Linked DNA regions of Mus musculus: region 2 is linked to region 1. The links are chromatin contacts, called in public Hi-C maps. All regions are on one chromosome and are shown on one strand. The core of a region is the stretch at or near the end of the contact, and the rest is flanking DNA. Distances in the headings are between cores, read along the strand shown.

Evidence for each region. A called contact is a pair of places that touch in the nucleus more often than the background predicts.
Region 2: a contact with region 1 is called in a Hi-C map of liver, with 4 times the contacts expected there. The contact joins two enhancer-like sites. A contact is called at or near these places in 8 of 484 Hi-C or Micro-C datasets (cerebellar granule neurons, cerebellum, cortical neurons and 2 more), 3 of 115 datasets of contacts at active chromatin or transcription factors (all in embryonic stem cells) and 1 of 9 other capture datasets (embryonic stem cells).

What each region holds. Positions count from the first base shown.
Region 1 is chr7:101,058,986-101,064,451 of GRCm38.p6, forward strand. It overlaps the pseudogene Gm5735. Among named protein-coding and RNA genes, the nearest start is that of Fchsd2, 47 kb to the right of the region's middle. Within about 2 kb of position 3,371, at least 81 of the 459 cell types and tissues checked have an H3K27ac peak or open chromatin away from gene starts, as enhancers often do. A contact at or near this core is called in liver, where this site is marked.
Region 2 is chr7:101,609,670-101,615,135 of GRCm38.p6, forward strand. No RefSeq gene overlaps it. Among named protein-coding and RNA genes, the nearest start is that of Art2b, 31 kb to the left of the region's middle. Within about 2 kb of position 3,267, at least 11 of the 459 cell types and tissues checked have an H3K27ac peak or open chromatin away from gene starts, as enhancers often do. A contact at or near this core is called in liver, where this site is marked.

The DNA of each region.
Region 1 (5,466 bases), core at 2,121-4,620:
GTCTGTGTGTGTGTGTGTGTGTGTGTGTGTGTGTGTGTGTGTGTGTGTGTGTGTGTGTCTGAAGCAGCCTGTCTGGGTTACAGGATGAGTTCATGGCCACTTGGAATAATTAGCAAGAATCTCTCTCCAAACAACAACTCGGGTTGCTAGCCCTGCAGAGTGCATGTACCCACTGAGCCGTCTTCAGCCCCTCTGTAATTTCCTATTTGTCTTTTAAAGAAATACAATCAATCCTTAGTGTACATGGAGGACTAGTTCTAGGTACCCGGATGGATGGCTGTTCAAGTCCCTGCTAAGAGCTGCCAGAGTGTGTGCATACAGCTGTGCGTACTCCTCAGTAGAATGCAAATCATCTCCAGATTATGTGTGACACCTAATGCAATGCAAATAGATGCCACACTGCATTGTCTAGGGAATAGTGGCAAGAAGTCAAAGTCTGTGGATGCACAGAATCATCTGCATATTGAGCTTCTAAAGAAGGGGTGGCCTGAGTCTGTGAAAGGAGAACTGAAAATTCGGATGGACGATTAATACCGTAATACCAGCAGCAGGAAGTTAAGGTGTAGGGTGACAGATTGCATATATATATATGCATACATATACATATACATATATATAGATATATACATACTCCTATTTTATGAATTTTCTTCAGTGAACAGAGAAAAATGAGAGGTAAAAAAAGTGCTCGTGTATGGGGCTGGAGAGATGGCTTAGTGGCTAAGAGCATTTGCTGCTCTTGCAGAGAACCCAGGTTCTCCTGGCCTCTGAGGGCACCTGCAAGCACATGACATACATACTGAGAAGCAGGTGTGTGCACGCACATAAAATTTATAAAGCTAAATGCCAGTTTAGATGGAGAAATAAAGTAAGCAACTGTTTTCATTTTAAAAGAAGGAAGAGAGCCAGGTGGTGATGGCATACTCCTTTAATCCCAGCACTTGGGAGGCAGAGGCAGGCAGATCTCTGTGAGTTTGAAGCCAGCCTGGTCTACAGAGTGAGTTCCAGGACAGCCAGGGCTACACAGAGAAACCTTGTTTTGAAAACAACAGCAACAAATGGAAAAGGAAGAAGGGGGAGGCAGGGAGAGGAGGGGGGAAGGCGGGGGGGGGGGGCAGGGTGGTGGTGGAAGAGAGGTGTGTGTGTGGGAGTTCTTGGTAAAGTTATTTGATTCTTAGCACAAATACAAAAGTAAAATCAAAGCAGCCACATTTACACTCACAATGCCTTCTCCATGCTTTAAGAATGCTTATGTTTGAGCATCTGTGTGGTGAGGTGTGTTAATCTGGTAGACTTGTATGTGAGAGCATGGGTGCACGTGTCCTTGCACTTGCAGGGAGGCCCGAGGAGAACGCAGAAGAATGTCCTAAGCCTTTCCAGACAGGGTTTCTCACTGATGGGCAAGCCCCAGGGATCCTTTTGCTTCTACCTCCCAGAAGCTAGGGTTATAGGCTAGATATAGATAACTCCAGCTTGAGGGGTTTTTATCAACTTGACACAAGCTGGAGTTATCTGGGAAGAGGAATCTTAGTTGGTAAAATACCTCCATCCTATTGTCTGTAGGCAATTAATGATTGACATGGGATGACCCAGCCCAATGGGGCAGGGCCATTCCTGGGCAAACGGGCATTGGTGGTATAAGAAAGCAGCGAGCAAGCCCCTGCCGAGCAAGCCAGGAAACAACATTTCTTTGTGGTTTCTGCTTTAGTTCCTGCCCCAACTTCCTTCCAATGAAGTGCTGTAAGCTGTAAAAAAAAAGAAACCCTTTCCTTCCCAAGTCGTGGTATTTCATCATAGCAACAGAGACCTATGTTAAAAACAAAACCAAAAAAACTTAGTGATGGAATCTGAACCTAGGTCTTCATGCTTGTCCAGTGTTCTCACACACGGAGTCACCAACGGAGTCTCACGCGGCTCAGGCTGACCTCGAACTTCCAACATAGCTTGTTACAAACTTGGCCTCCTTATCCTCCTTCCTCTACTTGCCTAATGCTGTTACCAGCATTTGCCAACGCACCAAGCTCTCCATGGGTTTCACAGCCTGTTCCTGAACTGAGTACCATTCACTCTTGCAAGACAAAGGTTTAACTCCAAATCCGTGACCTCTACCCTGCAGGTCCCCATCAAAGCATCCCTGATTCTCATCCAGTAGAGTGGTCCTCTACTATTGTGCCTGCGGCCTCTACTATTGCGCCTCCGGCCTGCCTGCATGGAATAGCTTTTTTTTTTTTTTTTAAGTTCTTCACATTTTTATTCTTTGTGCACAAAGACTAGCATGATTGGTTCTGCTTGGTAATCAGTCGAACAATCCATTCAAGGTCGCTTAGTCCAACTTAGTCCTTAGTCATTCGCGTACTGCCGGAAGCACTGGCGGCACAAGTTCAGCCCGTATTTGCGGATCAGACCGTGGCGGTTAGAGCAGACGCGGCAAGAGCGGGAACCCTGGCCGAACTTCCGTGGGTGACTCCAGTAGAGCTGCTGGTGACCCATCTTAGCATTTTTATCCCCAGTGCCCAGCTCATTCCTTCTATCCCCAGAGAGTTCTGAGTGGGATCTCCAGAGGGATTCAAGTCCCATGGATTGGACCCCAGGTGGCGCTGTCTGCCCGTGAAAGAGTCGAGGAAACCCAGAACCCGGAGCCTCTGGTCCCGGCAGCCAGCGATGAAACCTCAAATTCCAATCCTGCTTGTCCTCGCAACATCACCCCATGAAACATCATCCCACGCAACGCATCCATGCCTGGTTTATTCTCATTCTCTCTCTCTCTCTCTCTCTCTCTCTCTCCACCTCCCACTTCCCCAACCCCACTCCACCCGCCAAATGACAACTTTCAGGAGTTGGTTCTTCTTCCATCCTTCGGGTCCTGAGGAGCAAACTCAGGTTGGTTGGCTTTGCAGCAAGTAGCGTTATCCACTGAACCATCCTACCAGAACTCGGCGCCTGGTTTTACATTTCAGCATTTCAAGGCTGGATGCCAGAAGAAGTGGGTAACCCGCAGGCTATCCCAGCTGTTTCCTGGGGGACCTAACTTTCCCAGAAAATGGCATGAATATCGTTATTTCTTTCAGAATGCCACCTAAGTCTTTCTGAGGAGACGCTACTCCCCTATCTGGTACAAACCCTCTTACCTCCCTCCTTGTTGGAAAACATGGCTACGAAGTACAAGGTTCTGATTCTGAATCTAGCCCTGGTGTGCTCATTTCCCCAAGCTTTAGGGACCCTGTGTGTGACACGCAGACTAGCCCCAGCACTCTGGGCTACCAGTCCCCAGAATCTCTGCTGATTGAGAAAGGCAAGAGGTGTGGCCAGTCAGCATCTTGGCTAAGGGCAGGCTGCCCTGGAGTTGCCAGAAGGAAAACATTTTCCGGGAGCCGGAAGGGCTGGCAGAACCCAGGGCCGGGTGGAGAGACCACAATGGACCCTTGTGTGGTGGTTTAGCTTGGACTCACCCGCAGGCCCAGCTTCTAGGGCAGGGTGGGCCCTGTTTTCTGATCTGCAGCCAGACCCAGCTCCTAAACAACCCGCCCTGGGCCCAGACAGGAGCCAGAACTTTGCTTCAAGTCCAGAGGGTGTGAAGCACACAGGCCGGTGTCCAATGGCTTACTCTCCTCTGTCAGCCTTCCTGGAATCCTCCTGGCTAAAAAACTTCACATAAGCTTTGAAGGCCCATCTTCACAACCAGAAAGGCATCCAGCCCTGGGAGGTTTCTCCTTCAGGCCACCTAAGGGAGCTCAGAGCAGACCACGGTGTCCAGCCTGTGGTGACTTTGTTAATTATGCCTGGATTCTAGCCGGGCATGGTGGCACATGCCTTTAATCCCAGCATTTGGGAGGCAGAGGCAGGCGAATTTCTGAGTTTGAGGCTAGCCTGGTCTACAGAGTGAGTTCCAGGACAGCCAGGCTACACAGAGAAACCCTGTTTCCCAAAACCAAAAACCAAAAACCAAAAAAAAAAAAAAAAAAAAAAAAAAAGCCCAGAGTCCATCTTCAAGGCTTAGCTTCTCTACCCCAGGAAGCCTCAGTTTCCCCCTCTGCCAAGAGAGTTGGTAATTCACATCTGAGGGACAGAGATGCTGAGAGGGTATTTGAAGTGTCTGGCCTAGCCTCTGTCTCAGGAAAACACCCACCCAAGCCAGGCCAGACGGCTTGTGGCAGCCTGATGGTACTGTCAGAGATCAGGCCCTGGGCTCTGAATCTCCTCTGAAGCAGCGGACAGGAAGTCCTCCAGAGCACCCTGTGGACTGTACCCAACAATTCCCTTCTCTGAACCTTGAACTAATCATGCTTCAGGACAAAGGTCCTGCCCTTGTAAGCCTCTGAGTTGTTGCTGGGGACCCTAAAATTGCCAGGGTCCCACAGGCTCCTTCATATCAGCCATCACTGATTTAATCACAAAGGAGGTCTGGAGTTGCAGCTCAGCTGACAGAGGGATGAGCTAGCACAAAGCTCTTTAACCAGCACCTTTTAATGTTGGCTATAATGGTCTCAGAAACAAAATGTAAACAAACAAAACTGCCTTAAGTAGGCAATGGTGGCCTGTGCCTTTAAGTCCAGCACTCAGGAGGCAGAGGCACGCAGATTTTTTGAGTTCCGGGTCAGCCTGGTCTACAGAACAAGTACTAGGACACCGGGGATACACAAAAAAGAAACCTTGTTTCAAAAACCCAAAACAACAATCACACACACACACACATGCACACGCACACGCACACGCACTTCCTTAAGCATAGAAAGAGATCATACTTGAAGGAATTGCCGATAAGCTGATAACAGCCTTGCAGATGTCTCACGTTTGTTGGAACTTATTATGTAACACAGCCTGGCTTCAAACTCGTGACAGTTTTCATGCTTATGTGCTGACCTCCCAAGTGCTGGTATTGAAGGTATGAGCCACCACGCCCCACACAAATTGCTACTATTTAGAACAAGGAAATTAAAGGAGAAATACGAGATGTTGCACTTGGATCAAGTTTTAAAAGGGTTGAGATCTGAGAGGACAGGAACATAATGAAATGCAGAGATGTAGATTTCATGTCAGGCTGTGTAGCAGAACAGAGAACCTAGAATGTAGCGGGTGATTCATGTTGGCTGCTCTTTGGCACTTTGGACACATTTCTTAGGAATGTCAGGACCACAGGCTCAGCCCAGGTAAGCAGACCCAAAACAGGTCAAATGGTCATTATCCCTTCAGCATAAATAAGGCTGTGGCTTATTAATTCTAGGGCTATGAAGACAGTGACTTTGTGCCCCAGTGGAAATCATGGAGCTATCTTAGGTTTGAGTAAGAAGGCCAATAACACAGAGGACTGCTTCTGTTGCTAAGCAGTAAGAATGTGTTAGCAAGGGCAAGTGAGTACAGCTGGAAATACATGGATAGAGATGATTTCTAGCCATAGTTGGGTAGACCAGAAGTCCAAGAAACTTGTCTATGTTAGAAGAGTCTCTCTCTCTCTCTCTCTCTCTCCCT
Region 2 (5,466 bases), core at 2,017-4,516, 550 kb after region 1:
CAGTGTCTGAGAAATCTCAAGAGTCTGGGTTAGTTGAGACTGCTGGTCTTCCTCTGGGTAGCCCTCCTCCTCAGCTTCTTCCAGCCTTTCCCTAATTCAACCACAGAGGTCCCCGACTTCAGTCCATTGGTTGGGTGTAAGTATCCACATCTGTCTCAGTAAGCTGCTTGTTGAGCCTCTTGGACGACAGCCATGCTAGGCTCCTGTCTGAAAGCATCAGTAATAGTATCAGGCCTCGGTGCCTCCCCTTGAGCTGGACCCCAATTTGGGCTTGTCACTGGGCCTCCTTTTTCCCAGTCTCTTCTCCATTTTTGTCCCTGCAGTTCTTTTATACAGGAACAATTCTGGGTCAGAGTTTTTGACTGTGGGATGGCAACCCCATCCCTCAACTTGATGCCCTGTCTTTCTACTGGAGGTAGACTCTCCAAGTTCCCTCTCCCCTCTGTTGGGCATTTCATCTAAGGTCCCTCCTTCTGAGTTCTGAGAGTCTCTTACCTCCCAGGTCTCTGGTACATTCTAGAGGGTCCCCCCACCCCCGAGGTTGCATATTTCCATTCATTTTGCTGGCCCTCAGGGCTTCTCTCCTGCCACCACCCCCCAATACCTGATCATGTTTTACTTTTCCCCTCCCCCACCCAGACCTTTCCCTCCCTCCCTTTACCTCCTGTGATTGCTTTCTTCTCTCTCCCAAATGGGACTGAGGCTTCCTCACTTGGGCACTTCGCTTGTTAACCTTCCTGAGTTCTATGAATTGTATCCTGGGTATTCTGTACTTTTTACTAAAATCCACTTATTAGTGAGTACATACTATGCATGTCCTTTGGGGTCTGAGTTACCTCACTCAGGATGATATTTTCTAGTTCTATCCATTTGCCTGCAAAACTCATTGGGTCCTCGTTCTTAATGGCTGAGTAGCATTCCATTGTGTAAATGAACCACATTTTCTGTATCCATTCTTCTGTTGTGGGACATCTGGGTTGTTTCCAGCTTCTTGCTATCACTGATAAGGCCACTATGAACATAGAAGAGTTCCTGCCCCTGTGGTATGGTGGAGCATCTTTTGGGTATATGCACAAGAGAAGTATAGCTGTTGGAGTTTCCAGAGAAAGAGAACCAATAGAATGTTGGGGAAAGGGGTGGTAGATAGATAAGAGAGAGGCAGATGATAGATAGATAGATAGATAGATAGATAGATAGATAGATAGATAGATAGTAGATGATAGATGCATGCATAAATACCTAGACACATGAATACATGAAAACATGACAGATACATAGATACATAGACATGTTAGAGAGGTAGAAGATAGATAGATAGATAGATAGATAGATAGATAGATAGATAGATAGATAGACAGATAGACAGACAGATGGAAATTCACTTGTTTATAGAAGTGGGCAAGTCCTAAGATCTCAAGATCTTCAGAATAAGCCAGGGATAGAAATCCAGGGGAGTCAGTGGCCCAGCTCCAGTGTGAGCCTGAAGCAGGAGGGTCCATGGTGCAGAAGCTAATGCTCACCATTTTCTTAATGTCCACAGAATAACATTCCTTTTTTAACCCATAGGATTGATTTTTGGAGCAATTATTGATTTACAGAAACATAGAACAGAGCCTAGGGAACCATGTATTCTCTACATAAGTTTCTTGTTAAGATTTGTTAAAAGTAATGAATCCATATTGTTACATTATGGTGGAGTCAAATCCATTTTATTTGCATTTCCCTAATTTCTACCTAGTAATCTTTTTATGTGTCAGAACTCATTCAGGACAACCCAGAACACTTAGTGGTTGTTTTAAGTCACTGTTGTTGCCATGATCAAGACAAAAACATTACCAAAACAAACAGAAAACCTTAACAAGAACAACTCTAAGGAGAAAGAGTTTATTTTGGTTTATGGTCCCAGATACAGTCCACCATTGTGGGAAAGACATGGCAGCAGACAGGGAACACAGAGGCAGGAACAAGAGGCTGGCTGATGACATTTCCTCCATACTCAGGAGGCAGAGAGTGATGAATGTGTGTGCTTTCTCCTTTTTGTTCAGTCCAGGACCTAGGCCCAGGGATGGAGCCACACAGCTCGGGACTAGGTCTTCCCAACACAATTATCTCAGTTAAGATGGTCTTCAGAGCTATGGAGAGACTTGTCTTCTAGAGTCTATCAAGTTGGCACCACCATCACAGCTAGCTGGCCTTCTTAGGTTTCTCTTGGCCATTCTCCTTAGTCGGTCATTATTTTCTTCCTCACATTTAAGGTAATAAAATTGCATCATTTGCCCCTTCCTTCTTCCTACAACCCATGTCCTCCAAAATATCTCTCTCTCTCTCTCTCTCTCTCTCTCTCTCTCTCTCTCTCTCTCTCTCTCTCACACACACACACACACACACACACACACACACACACGATTTTCAGCTGAATCCATTGAGTATTATTTGTATGTATACATCTTTAGAGCTGATCACTTGGAATTGGCTAACCATTTAGAGGTCTCATCCTGGGGATGATTAGTACTCTGTCTCTCAGCAGTATTTAATTGCCTGTAGCTCTTCATTTAGGGATAGATCCTTATAAGATTTCCCCACCCGCTGAGGCACATCAGCTGGTGTTATTGTTTGGGTCTTGGTTAGGCATATTGCTGAGATTTTTGTGGATGTAGCTTACCTGTAAAAAGTAGAAGACAGATTTACAACACACTTCCTGTTTCTCTGGCTCTTATGGTCTTTTCCACCCCTACCCCTTCTGAGATGTTCCTTGAACATTAGGTATGTTGAGTTGCAGATGCATTATTTGGAGACGGGCACCCCATAGTCTGTTGTTCTGTCTTATGGATGATTGTGAGTCACTAAGCGGGTGCTGGGAATTGAACCCAGATCCTCTGCAATGCTCTTAGCCATCTCTCCAGCCCTGTTACTTTTTAAATGTTATTCTCATATATATATAATTCTCCCATCCATTTACTTTTAACTTGCCTAAAGCATTATATTTGAAGTGGTGAAAGACCCTAGTGGGGAGACCCCACTCAAGTCCCAAGACAGCGTGCACCCAAGGAATCATGACGGAGCTCCAGGCTGACACGTATCTCACGCAGGAGACAGAGGTGTCGACCACGAGGCTCAAAAGTTAGGGGTTTATATAGGAAAAGAGTGGGGATAGGGGAAGAATTGGAGCGGCTTCACACAATTGGACAGTTTAAACATCAGCAAACTGTACGTGCAGATCGAGGTAAGAGCAGAGCATCTGGTTAACATTTAACCCATGTCAGAAGGGCGGGAGATAGGGAGGTGCCATGCCAGTCCGGACATCCTGGTAAGTCTTCCCTATCTTTTATGGCTAGCCAGTTCCTGGAATGACTTAACAGCAACAGCCTTTGTTCTTTGCTTTAGGCCCAAAAAGCCCTCCTAACTAGCAAGCTGCATGAGTCATGGACCTTGAATTTTAATTTTCTTTCAGTGGATTTCTTGTAGAGAATATACAATTGGGTTGTATTTTATCACCTACCCTGATATGTATCTTAGCTGCTAGTCTTAGATCATTTTCATATCATAGTTATTAACATATTAGGGCTTAAAACTACCATTTTGTTTCTTCTTTTCTGTCCCCTATCCCTCTTCTTTTTTCTTACCTTCCTATGATGGCTTGAAATGCTTTTTAGATCGTTTTGTTTGGTTTGGTTTGGTTTTGGTTTTGGTTTTGATTTTTCAAGACAAGGTTTCTCTGTGTAGCCCTGGCTGTACTGGAACTCACTCTGTAGACCAGGCTGGCCTCAAACTGAGAAATCCGCCTGCCTCTGCCTCCCAAGTGCTGGGATTAGAGGCGTGCAGGTACTTTTTTTTATGATTTATTTATTTCATTTATGTGAGTTTACTGTCACTGTCTTTTGACACACCAGAAGAGGGCATCAGATCCCCATTACAGATGGTTGTGAGCCACCATGTGGTTGCTGGGAATTGAACTCAAGCCCTCTGGATGAGCAGTCAGTGCTTTTTGTTCGTTTGTTTTTTGTTGGTTTTGTTTTTTGTTGTTTTGTTGTTTTTTGTTTATTTGTTTGTTTTGTTTTTCGAGACAGGGTTTCTCTGTATAGCCCTGGCTGTTCTGGAACTCACTTTGTAGACCAGGCTGGCCTCGAACTCAGAAATCCACCTGCCTCTGCCTCCTGAGTGCTGGGATTAAAGGCGTGTGCCACCACACCTGGCTCAGTCAGTGCTCTTAACCTCTGAGCTAACTCTCCAGCCCTAGATATTTATTTTTATTTATTTACAGTGCTTTATTTTATTTTTATTTTATTTTAAGTGGTCTAGGGCCAGGGTTTCCAGCCAGGCCTCAAACTTGCAATGTATCCAAGGATGACAAACTCTTAATCCTTCTGTTCCTGTCACCTGAGTCTTAGGATTGCAGGTATGCAGTTGCCACACCTAGTTAGTTAGCTTGGTGCTGAAGACTGACCGGGTTTTCACGAATGCTAGGCAAGCACTCTACCCACTGAGATATACCCCAGTCCTGTCTACAATGTTTTGGGTCCATCCATACCTTTGTATAGCTTTTTTGATGTTTTTTCTGGAGACTGTATATGTCTATCCATAACATTGTAGTCTACTGATGAAGTGGAAACTTATGGTATCTTTGGGTGGTATTTTTCTGAGGCAGACATGTGAAGGAGTGTTTTCCTAAAGCAGAAAAATTAGATCTGACCAGGGGAAAGCACTTATCACCTGAGACAAGGATATCTTTTCCAAGCAAACTATCCCAGTTACTGGTTTCTCCAAAATATGCATGCAAATCAACTATTAAAAACTATTAATCATTATCCCTAATGATTAATCCAACAGAGACTAGACAATACATAAACTGGACAAACAATGCAGAGACTGGATAAACACAGAGACTAGGCAATAAGTGCTACAGCTAGCTTTTTTTCAGACTAACCTATTTGGAGCCCAAACAGGAATTCTAGCAGGGACCCCCACATTATGCATTTAAGATCAGATCAGACAGTATTACAAATTTTTCTGTAACTATCAGATATAATTTAGAAAACTCAAGGGAAGACAGATCTAATCATGGTAGCTCACCTATAATCCCAGCACTTTGAGAAGCTGAGGACAGAGTATCAGGGAAGGTTCAAGGTCAGGATGGACTACATAGTAAGCTCAAGGACAGCCTGGGCTATAAAGAGGAATTTTGTCTCAAAACACAAAACAAAACAAACATATTTGTTTGTATTTTCCCTCATTTTTTGGTCTATCCATTTTCCTGCAAATGACATGATTTCATTCTTCTTTATTCTTTGCCAGATAATTCTAAAATTGATATAATCCATGTGTGCGTGTTATATGTGTATGAGTGTGTGTTATGTGTGAGAGTGTATGTGAGTATGACTGTGTGGTAGGTGAATGGTGTATGTGTGTGTGTGTATGTATGTAAGTGCCTGTGTGTGTGTGTATAGATGTGAGTTTGTGTGTATTTGT